Linked DNA regions of Mus musculus: all the other regions are linked to region 1. Evidence: chromatin contacts called from public Hi-C and HiChIP or PLAC-seq data. All regions are on one chromosome and are shown on one strand. Each heading gives the region's core, a stretch centred on a gene start, on an enhancer-like site or on the middle of the called end of the contact. The rest is flanking DNA. Distances are from core to core; before and after follow the strand shown. Region 1 holds the start of Fcf1 (FCF1 rRNA processing protein). Region 2 has its middle 14 kb from the start of Ltbp2. Region 3 overlaps Ylpm1 (YLP motif containing 1).

Evidence for each region. Hi-C and Micro-C count contacts between places; a contact is called where the count stands out from the background. HiChIP or PLAC-seq counts read pairs in DNA pulled down with a chosen protein or histone mark.
Region 2: a Hi-C map of olfactory sensory neurons shows a contact between it and region 1, with 2.0 times the contacts expected there. The contact joins the enhancer-like site here to the promoter of Fcf1 in region 1. A contact is called at or near these places in 17 of 39 promoter capture datasets (the 3T3-L1 cell line, 3T3-L1-derived adipocytes, the HPC-7 cell line and 12 more), 6 of 484 Hi-C or Micro-C datasets (the F1.1 cell line, embryonic fibroblasts, forebrain and 1 more), 9 of 115 datasets of contacts at active chromatin or transcription factors (the 230-238 cell line, the NIH/3T3 cell line, the SCID.adh cell line and 4 more) and 1 of 9 other capture datasets (adipose tissue).
Region 3: an H3K27ac HiChIP or PLAC-seq map of extraembryonic endoderm stem cells shows a contact between it and region 1. The contact joins the enhancer-like site here to the promoter of Fcf1 in region 1. A contact is called at or near these places in 15 of 39 promoter capture datasets (the 3T3-L1 cell line, 3T3-L1-derived adipocytes, the SN4741 cell line and 9 more), 7 of 484 Hi-C or Micro-C datasets (Sertoli cells, bone marrow-derived macrophages, liver and 2 more), 7 of 115 datasets of contacts at active chromatin or transcription factors (the SCID.adh cell line, bone marrow-derived macrophages, embryonic stem cells and 2 more) and 3 of 9 other capture datasets (adipose tissue, liver and pancreatic islet).

What each region holds. Positions count from the first base shown.
Region 1 is chr12:84,969,221-84,972,542 of GRCm38.p6, forward strand. It overlaps Fcf1 (FCF1 rRNA processing protein), which reads left to right and starts at 1,710. Exons shown (of 8, transcript NM_028632.2): 1 at 1,710-1,745; 2 at 1,995-2,062. The coding sequence starts at 1,743. It overlaps Arel1 (apoptosis resistant E3 ubiquitin protein ligase 1), which reads right to left and starts at 1,629. Exons shown (of 20, transcript NM_178065.5): 1 at 1,409-1,629.
Region 2 is chr12:84,888,566-84,891,887 of GRCm38.p6, forward strand. No RefSeq gene overlaps it. Among named protein-coding and RNA genes, the nearest start is that of Ltbp2, 14 kb to the left of the region's middle. Within about 2 kb of position 1,831, at least 16 of the 459 cell types and tissues checked have an H3K27ac peak or open chromatin away from gene starts, as enhancers often do. A contact at or near this core is called in olfactory sensory neurons, where this site is marked.
Region 3 is chr12:85,049,770-85,053,091 of GRCm38.p6, forward strand. It overlaps Ylpm1 (YLP motif containing 1), which reads left to right. Exons shown (of 21, transcript NM_178363.4): 14 at 1-99; 15 at 175-258; 16 at 520-603. Among named protein-coding and RNA genes, the nearest start is that of Prox2, 46 kb to the right of the region's middle. Within about 2 kb of position 1,557, at least 76 of the 459 cell types and tissues checked have an H3K27ac peak or open chromatin away from gene starts, as enhancers often do. A contact at or near this core is called in the SN4741 cell line, extraembryonic endoderm stem cells, pancreatic cancer cells and 1 more, where this site is marked.

The sequences.
Region 1 (3,322 bases), core at 460-2,959:
AAACACATGAACACTCAAGTGGTGTAACCTTTCGGGCTGGAAAAACTTGACAGGAAATGACTGAAAAGACTTTAATGGCAAGCATCTCTAGGGACGATGCTTATGACTATGAAAACACAGGTCGGTCCTAGTGGTGTCTGGGTAATATAGGTGCTGTGATGATGAGCTTAGCTTTATACACAAAGAAACAGAGGCACCAACTGATGGCCCAAAGCAATGCAAATAAAGCAACTCAAGAGAGGGAGTGAACTGCAGCCAGTCAAACGCCCGAGTCCCATAACCAATGCACTGCCTCGCACTGTTACACCTCGAACACCTCTGAACCCAGTAACACTAGGTCAGTGTCATGCAGTAAGAAAATCACAAGCGAACCAAACTGACCTCTGAGCGTCTAGGGCACAGCTTCAACATCGGTAAAACAAAGGTATCAAAAGAGTCAACTAAGATGAAGTTCACATAGCCTACAAGTCTCATAAACTGCACATCCACTTCCAGGAAAGCTGTCCCTGGCCTTCCACAGACTCTCAAGGGGTAAAAGAAACCTCTCTCCGGATGGCTAAGAACAACTAGAATACATCCTAAAAGCAAAGACAAACAAGCAAACGGAAAACAAAACCAAACACTGCCCAGTTTCGCTTTCTCATTCCCACATATTCTCCCTCTCCCATTAAGGACTGCACACCAGGCTTCACAACGAAGAGCACTGTTCCCCATCACATTCCAGGCTTGCTAAGTAGTTGCACATATAAGCTTCTGCACCTGTTTTTCTTGTGATCGTCTAAAAAAGGCCACTGCGACTGGGATAATTGGCTCAATGAGTAAAATACCTGCTGACCAAGCAAGAAGCCCTGAGTTTGGTTTGCCCAGGATCTGGTTAGAAAACAAGCCGGGGAGTAGTGGGCTTGTCCACTCCAGCACCGGAGGGCAGGGATGGGAGTATCTCTGGGGCTTTTTGGTCAGTCAATCTAGCAAAAACCGGAGGTGGAGGTGTTTCCAGGTTGGGTAAGACAGACTGTTTTCTAAAAAGTGGAAGATAAAGACAAGCAGCTTCCTCTGGCTTCTGCTCTGAATTTCTGCTCTGATGCACCTGCACGCTCGTGCTCGTACACACACACGGGAAGAGAGAGAGAGAGAGAGAGAGAGATGCAGACAGACAGAGACGGAGGGAGAACATTGGGGGGGGATGTCCTCCATCGCTATTACATTCCTCTCTTTCCGAAGAATCTTACGCCCAGCCTCACAAGTTCCAAGCCGGCGAGGAAAACCAATCAATAACCAGAGCCTCAAGGCTGAACTACAGAGCCAAGGCTGAAATGATGTGCCAGAGGAAAACCAGAATGTACTGTCAAACTATGGGACGCCCAGGATTCCCGACCCCTCTGCCCTCGTCCCCTCTTCTCTCGCTCGCCTTCAGCAATTCTGGTGCCTACGGTCGGCTGGGCTCTGCCTCCGGCTGCGGCGTGAAGAAAAACGTTACCCGAACGGGGGCTGCAACGTGGCCAAGTCCTAGTTCTGGGGTCCGAGGAAGCAGCGGCCTCATCCAGCACAAATCCTACCCTCCACCCGCCCCCCAAAAAAATCTCCAGTGTCGATCTCCGCCAGCGTTAGGAGCCGGCTCGGAGCTTTTACGTTTCCCAAAGTAGCTTCCGCCTCCGGGTTGGCCTTTGCCGGAAAGAGCGTGAGGATGACGTAAAGTGTCGCGCTGCGAGCGATTCCGGAAGAAACAGGAGTGCGGCGTGAACATGGTGAGCGGAGTGGGAGAACTTTGTCAGAGAGTTTTGGGGAGCAAACGGGAGCTCAGCCTTTGGCCAGATATAGACTCGGTGCTTCCTTGTTTGTTTGTTTGTTTGTTTGTTTGTTTAATTCCATTCTGGCCTTAGTTCGAAGGGAGTAGGGAGGGGGACTGAGTGCTGTTTGGGGAGGGGCAAGAAAAATAGAAGAGAACTTTAAAAGATGTTTTCAGCTCTTTTTAACTCGAAAACTTCTGTTTCAAGGGGAAGCAAAAGAAAACAAGGAAATATGCGACTATGAAGCGAATGCTCAGTCTGAGAGACGAGCGACTGTGAGTGGTCAGAACCAACTGGTTTCTTAAACTGATCAGAACTACAGAAGTCACGATGGGCTAAGTAGAAACATCTGATGTACTGGTTTCTTAAACTGCAGAAGTCACGATGGGCTAAGTAGAAACATTTGATGTTTTTTTGTTTTGCTTATAATGTCTTAGGTCTGTGTTGCATGGAATTATAGTCACACATTCGGTGGGGCAGGGCATGGTATCGTTGTGGGAAAGCCGGTGAGGAGGTCATACCATGGCTGTCTTCAGGTCCTGCCACCCAAGTTTAAAAAGGACGATGGGAAAAGTCCAAGATAGTCCCATTTTATAAGTTGTAAGAATTCAGAACCTTGCCGGGCGGTGGTGGCACACGCCTTTAATCCCAGCACTCGGGAGGCAGAGGCAGGCGGATTTTTGAGTTCGAAGCCTGGTCTACAGAGTGAGTTCCAGGACAGCCAGGACTATACAGAGAAACCCTGTTTCGAAAAAAAAACAAACAAACAAACAAAAAAAGAATTCAGAACCTTCGAACATGCTAGTATGATATTCCCATTATAAAGAACACTCAAGGGGCTGGTGAGATGGCTCAGTGGGTAAGAGCACCTGACTGCTCTTCCGAAGGTCCAGAGTTCAAATCCCAGCAACCACATGGTGGCTCACAACCATCCGTAACGAGATCTGACTCCCTCTTCTGGTGTGTCTGAAGACAGCTACAGTGTACTTACATATAATAAATAAATAAATCTTTTAAAAAAAAAAAATAAAAATAAATAAAGAACACTCAACCAGTTTCTCTGTATCGGTAAGGACTGGGTAAACAGTTAATTTAATGAAGACTGGGCTTCTTCGTGTTTAAGATTTTCGGAACAAGAGAGTGGTCATTAGAACCTTCAGAATTATTATTCTCAGCTTCTGATGTGGGTTTTTATTTTATCTAACAATGTCCCACTGATCACTTCCTTGTGTTGAGTCTTTATTTTATACGTGTGTTATGTTTCAGGCCTTTATAAATAACGTGGAGAAACTTTCCTCCTAAACTTGTGGTTTGAGTCCTTTTTGGTTTGATTTGGTTTGGTTTGTTGTTGTTGTTGTTGTTGTTGTTGTTGTTGTTGTTTGAGACAGGGTCTCACTAAGTAGCCTTGGCTACCCTGAAACTTGCTATGTAAACCAGACCTCGAATTTTTAGGGCTCTGTCTGCCTCTCTCTCCCTGGAGCTAGGAGGGCCACCATGCCTACCTTGGGATATTCAGAAGTCTTCAGCAGGTTAAT
Region 2 (3,322 bases), core at 581-3,080, 81 kb before region 1:
CACTGGGATCACAACTGCATACCACTACCCCTGGCTTTTTAACATGGGTGCCGGGGACAAAACGCCGGTCCTTATGCTGTGAAATAAGCATTTTACCCACTGATCCATCTTCCCAGAGAGTCTGAAGAAATGTGAAGCCCTTGGTAATGCAGTTAGCTGATGTCTAGCTGTCAGACACCCATCCCTCACGATAATGGATGGATGGAGGTCACGAGATCAGTGTTCATTTGAGAGATGGAGCAGAGACCGACGTATGACTTCTCACAGTTGGGGATCGAGAAAGCATTTTTTTCTCAAAATTTCACATGACCTAGAATAGAAGGAATAAATGATAAAATCGGATGCTGGAAACAAGATATGAAGTAGATAAATTGAGAGTCAATAGAGATAAGTAAAGTCTTGCATCTTGGTCCAAGTAATTAAGGAAGTACGTGAGGAATGGGAGGTGCTTGTTGTGAGAGCCAGTCCTATTTAAATGACCTGAAATTGGTGGGTGGGGGAGGGGGGTGGGTCAGGGTGGGGGTTACAGAAAAGGGAAATCCTAGTTCATTAGTGGTTAAAAAATGAACTAGCTGCTGGGCATGGTAGCATATACCTTTAATTCCAGTACTCTGAGGCAGAAGCAGGCAGATCTCTGTGAGTTCAAGGCCAACCTGGTCTATATAGTGAGATCTTGTTTCTTAAAAAAATAAAAAATAACACTGAAACCTGCCAAAGGATCTGGTAAAGATCTGGTACCTTGTTTTACTGCCTCCAGGTCTAAGAACCGAGAGAGTGACTGTGTTCTCCAAACTGTTGGGATGCAATGGAATTTTTACCCTATTATACCGAATTTTGAGTGGCAGCTACAACCCCGAGACAAGTCTAAGGGGAGGTGGCCAAATGGAGGTTAATGCAACCCAGAGGAAGGCCTGAGAGGCCTGAGGAGAAAGCTGTTCATGAGAAGATTCTGACTACACACAGGAATCTATGGGACTGTGGGCAAGAGAACAAGTCCTTGTAGTTAGTGACAGATCCCTTGTTTAGCCTGCTTGAGGTCAGGGCTCAAGCCCCAGCACTTAACACAAATTAGCCGGGCAGTGATGGCACACACTGAGTACAAGGCCAGCCTGGTCTACAGAGTGGATTCCAGGATAGCCAGGGCTACACAGAGAAACCCTGTGTCGAAAAACCAAAACAAACAATAACAACAACAAAAACAACAACAAACCCCACAAGTTTATTCTTGTTTATGTCCCCACAAGCTTCAGGGACCTGAATCTTACCACTTATAGAGTCCCAATATTTTACAGAGATTCTTCTTCTGTATGTGGAAAGGTGGAGCCTCAGCAGAGCCTTACAATGAAGAAAGAGTTGAGGAGTCAGGGAACCAGCAGCCCTCCCCACCACTCACCCCGTAATGCTCCACTCCCAACGGACAGGCTGCTCTCTGCTGCCTTCTCTGCTGTTTCCTCAAAGGAGTCCCAGATGACGGCACCCTCACTGCCACCTGTGCCAGCTACTCTTCCTGTGCTGTGACCAAATATTTAGACAACAGCAACTTAAAAGGAGAGAGGCTTTCTTGTGGCTCATAGTTTAAAGGTAGGAGAGTCAAGGTGGCAGGCATTTGCAGCATCTGGTCCCCTTTGCATCTGAAATCAGGAGGCAAGGAACTTGCTTGTGCTCATCCTTCTATTTGGTCCGGGAGCCAAGCCCAGGAATGATGCTGACTTCCGTTAAGACAGGTCAGCCCACCTCAAATAACCTCCTCAGGATAATCCCTCGGAGGAGTTCCCCCAAACCAAAACCAATCTAAGTAATTCCTAAGAGGTGCGCCCGCCCGCAGCCTTGCCTCCTGGGGAATTCCAGGCCCTGTCAAACTGACAGTGACCACAAGCATCTCCAGCAGCACAGGCCAGCTGGAAGCTGTCTTTTCAACCTTTGAACCACAATCTGCAGCGGGAAGCGTGTCTTACGACACGGCTGGATACACGGGAACACACCAGAACTGAACCCGGGTGTCCTGCTCACTGGGAGGCACGCTCATGGTCTCCATTACCTCTCTTCTGTTTTGCATTTTAATGCCGGCCGTGATTCACTTCGGCGATTTCACAGCCCTCAGATGGATTGCAATGCTCAACTCAGCCCTGGAGTCCCAGACAGATGTCAGGAAGCTTGGGACAACCTCAAAGGCACGGTGTGGAGCAGCAGCCAGGATGGGCGATGTGTAGAACCCAAGAAGAAAGGCCCCAAAGCCCATCGAGCCAGAGAAAAGGGGAACAGTAGAGCATTTATGCTTCCACGTTTAGCAAGGCACCTTCTCTACGTGGTTTTCTTTGTGTTCACTGAGGGTAGCGTTGACGCTTATTGACTGGAACTGACTGAGAAAGATTTCAATTCGTGGATGATTGGCAGCTGTGTGACAGGAGCGAGGGCAGTAAGAGGTGTTCACGGTAAAAAGGCTCGTGACATTGCCCCTTATTCGTGGTGAGCTGAAGGCAGATGTATGAAAAAGCAACCAACCTGGCTGAGCTCAGTGTTGGGAGGGTGGCAGGTCTTGCCCGTGTCACACCAGCAGTCATGTGCTGGAAACAGGTGGAAATTGCCCAGGATGTGAAGGTCAACAAAGGAAAGGTCTTTCCCATGCTAGCTGGACAGGAGAAAACAAAGGAGAGGGGCAACAGGCTCATCTTTTCCCCATAACCTGTGTCTCAGAAGAAGCTGGAACTTAAGTGAGGGCTTCTCAGAGGAGGCTGAGATGGACGCCCCCTGATGGTAGGCATTAGAAAGGTGTCAAGGGAGCCTGTTGCAGTCACAAGAACCCAAGAGTTGCAAAGGCTCTGGGCAATCTTAGGGAGGCTGTCAGCTGCAACCTCCGGCAGGCCTTGAAGAGAGAGATGTTGAATAGGCAAAAGTGGGGCTTAATGACAGGCAGAAGGGATTGGTCCTTCTCTGGCTGGCCCACCAGAGCAGAACAAATGGCCACAAGTATTTGCAGACTGTAAACACCAGGAGGGACAGGGCTTGTCTGGATCTCCAGGGATCTGGCTAGAACTGATGGAAAAGGGCCCGGGGTAGGAAGGAAGCTGGAGCCTGGTATCCTCTATGATGACTGACCCAGACCATGGGGGAAACTCTGGGAGACGCCTGAATTTAGAAAACCTCACAGAGCCAAGAGCTAGACACCACCCCAGATAAAGATCCGGGGCCGGCTTGTGGTTCTGTAGGAGCACGGCACTTACAGAGCTCCCTTTGAAGCCCAGAGTCCAAAGCCTCAGACTGGCATTTCTGTTTGGACTCTACATGGTGCTATAAAACCATAGGAGAGCTGGCTCTACCTCCC
Region 3 (3,322 bases), core at 307-2,806, 80 kb after region 1:
GATGACGGCTTTTTCCCTTTCATTATTCTGGATGCTATCAATGACAGAGTTAGACATTTTGATCAGTTTTGGAGTGCAGCGAAAACCAAGGGTTTTGAGGTATAGTCTTAACTTTGAAGCACTTTTAGTGTGAATTTGTATTTCTTGGCCTAATTGTTACACATTTTTATTTAGGTGTATTTGGCTGAAATGAGTGCTGATAACCAGACTTGTGGCAAGAGAAATATTCATGGAAGAAAGCTTAAAGAAATAAACAAGGTGATTTTTAGAAACATGGTATGCTGGAGAATCCCAGACATCATTCTTTCAGCACTAGTAATGCTGTCTTAAGTCGCTCAGAAATCTTTCTGCCTGCTTTAATAAATGTTCTCCTTTCTGTCTTATAAGTGGAAAGGGATGCCTAGCTCTTCTTAAAGCTAGTCTGTTAAAGTTATAGCATTAGTTGTGTTTCTCTTGACACTCTCCTTAGTCTTTATTGGAGTAGTTGTCAGAGTTAACTTGTTCTGAACATCTCAATAGATGGCTGAACACTGGGAAGTTGCACCTCGTCACATGATGCGTCTAGACATCCGCTCCCTGCTACAAGATGCTGCGATTGAAGAAGTGAGTATACTCTGCCTCAGGGCAGTGCAGATAAGCAACACCTTCTTCACTGTGAAAATCTGAAACTTCCAGAAAAGTTACATGAGCACTTACATACCTTTAAATAATCTCAACCAATTCAGGTGTTAATATTTCCACACATTTTAATAAACACCTTATAAATACTTAGTAACATTATTTCATACCATTACTATACAATCATATGAGAATTGTGTTGAAAAACCTCATAACCCATCAGTCCGGAATATGTTGTTGATGGCTATCTTCTAAGAACAAGGACATTCTCTAATAAATCCATTTAATTATAAAATTTAAGGTAAGCATTAGCTGGGCTAATGGCACACACTTTTAGTCCCCCAAAGGCTGACAGATCTGAGTGAGTTCAAGGCCAGCCTGGTCTACAAAATGAGTTCTAGGACAGCCAGGGCTTATAGACCTGTCTCAAAAAAACAAAAAGGAAAAAAAAAAGTTTACATTGATATGATACTATAAATTAAATTCTTTTGTGTTTTTATTTACTTAACCTTCTCTTCCCACACCCCCTAGGCACCTCTTTGATTCAGTCCTTGAGCAGATCGATCACCACCACCCCCCACCCCCGTTTCGACATCAATCTGCCCCACCTGTCTTACACCTCCTTGTCTAGGACTAATCTGTTCCTTCTCTCTCTCTCTCCTCTCTCCTCTCTCCTCTCTCTTACTTTCAGTTTGCTCTGTCCTAAAGGATCAGACACAGGGAAGTAGCAATTGATATCCTCTGGCCAAGACCACCCACCGCTTGGTGTGGGTGGAAGGCCTCCAACCCTCTGTCTGATCCCTGACAGATAACCCCCTATCTTTTATTCTTCTTGAAAACAAAAGAAAAAAGAAAAAGCCCTGTTACACATTGACTAGTAATGTCATTAGGGCTGTTGGCAGTTTCTCTAAAATTTGCAGGGCTGACTCACAGCTGGGACTTTGGGGAATTCCCTGTGACACCTCTCTCTGACCTCAGCGTTTCAAAAAACGCTCTATATCATGGGAAACTAGGAGATTGGGGAGGGGCAAAAACAAAACAAAAAAAGCCACCTGATTGCTTCCTCAATCGTGGCAGGTCATTTCGGCCTCACCCAATCTACCCCTCCCTCCTGCTGTGGATCTGGAGATCCTGGCAATTCTGGTTAATATCCACCCAACCCGGGCTGGATTCCTCCTCCAAAGTCAGATTGCCATCTTAAAGAGGGAATTTTCTCCACGGGAGCCCAACAGGGCACCCCAGCCAGCAGGGTCTAACCATCAGGTGCACCTCTGTGTGCCCTTCACGTCTGGGACAGAATGCAGCTCTCAAGAGCCCACCCCTGCCAGCCGACCCCTGCCAGACCGCTCCTGCCACCCCTGGAGGGAGGAGAGAGGGCTGTGGAGGCGATGGTAAAGGGGAGGGGATGACAGATGAAGGGGGAATGTAAGACTCGGGGGAAACGGGAGAGAAAATTCTGCCAGGATAAATCCTCCAGGCCAATTGGACAGAGTACACATGTTTATTTTTGTTAAAATGTTTTTTGGTTTTTCCCTAATATTGGGAATAACTCAGTATTAAAGTTCCCTGTATGGGAAATGTTTGTTTTTGATTGTTTGTTTTTTCTTAATAGTGTCAATGGTTCTTCTATGGAAGAAAAAATTTAGGGCGAGCTAAACTTACTAGTATAAAACACAACATAATCAAGGCATAAAGTACTAAGCCAGTGCTGTTTATATTTCCAAAGGTATTTATTAGTCATTCATTCATTGTATGGATGATTCTTATTGGCTGATTCAGATGTAGATACCTTAAAGAAAATGTTTGATGAAATAAAAAGGAATATTGCATTGTTGGGGATTGTAGATTGTTGCTAAAGAAATACAGGGAGGGAGGGAGTTCTGTTAATGACCCAGGATCTAGGATAGGTCTGTGAGGAATCCAACCACGGAAGGCACAGATTAAGATTGAGATTGTTTACAAACTCTTGGTGACTTTCAAAAGTTACCGGGAGATAATAACTAGCTGCAGCTCACTCTTGGATTAGCTACCCAAACGCTAAGTCATTTATATTCAAACCTTACAAGGTGATTAAACAGTCCAAGAACATTATTGGCTGAGGCTGAAGGAGAATTGGCTCTGGTGGAGACATTATAGGAAGGAGGCACATGTGGATCGCTTGGGTCCCAGCTGAATGGAACTTTAGTTATCCTGCCTGCTACTCGTTCTCCCACAGTGATTCTTATACACAAAGAAGATGATATCTCAGAATGGGTGCTTTTAGCAAGTAAGTAGTAAAAAATTAAAACCATATATAAGAAGGGTTTCTAAATTAATTATTAAAGAAGAAGGAGAAGGAAGAAGGAAGAAGAAGGAGGAGGTGGAAAAGGAGGAAGAAGAAGAAGAAGAAGAAGAAGAGGAGGAGGAGGAGGAGGAAGAAAGGGGCTGGAGAGATGGCTCAGTGATTAAGAGCACTGCTGCTCTTCTAAAGTTTCTTGAGTTCAATTCCCAGCAACCACACAGTGGCTCACAGCCATCTGTAATGGGATCTGATGCCCTCTTCTGGTGTGCAGCAGAGCACTCAAATAAAATTTGGGGCAAGGGACATTCAAATTTATTGAAAAACACAATGAAAAAACCAATGTTTTCATTTGGGTTACAGCTAAATTTTTCATTCATTAAATTAGGTAGCTAGTAAAATCTAATAAATAAAAGTTTTAAAAAA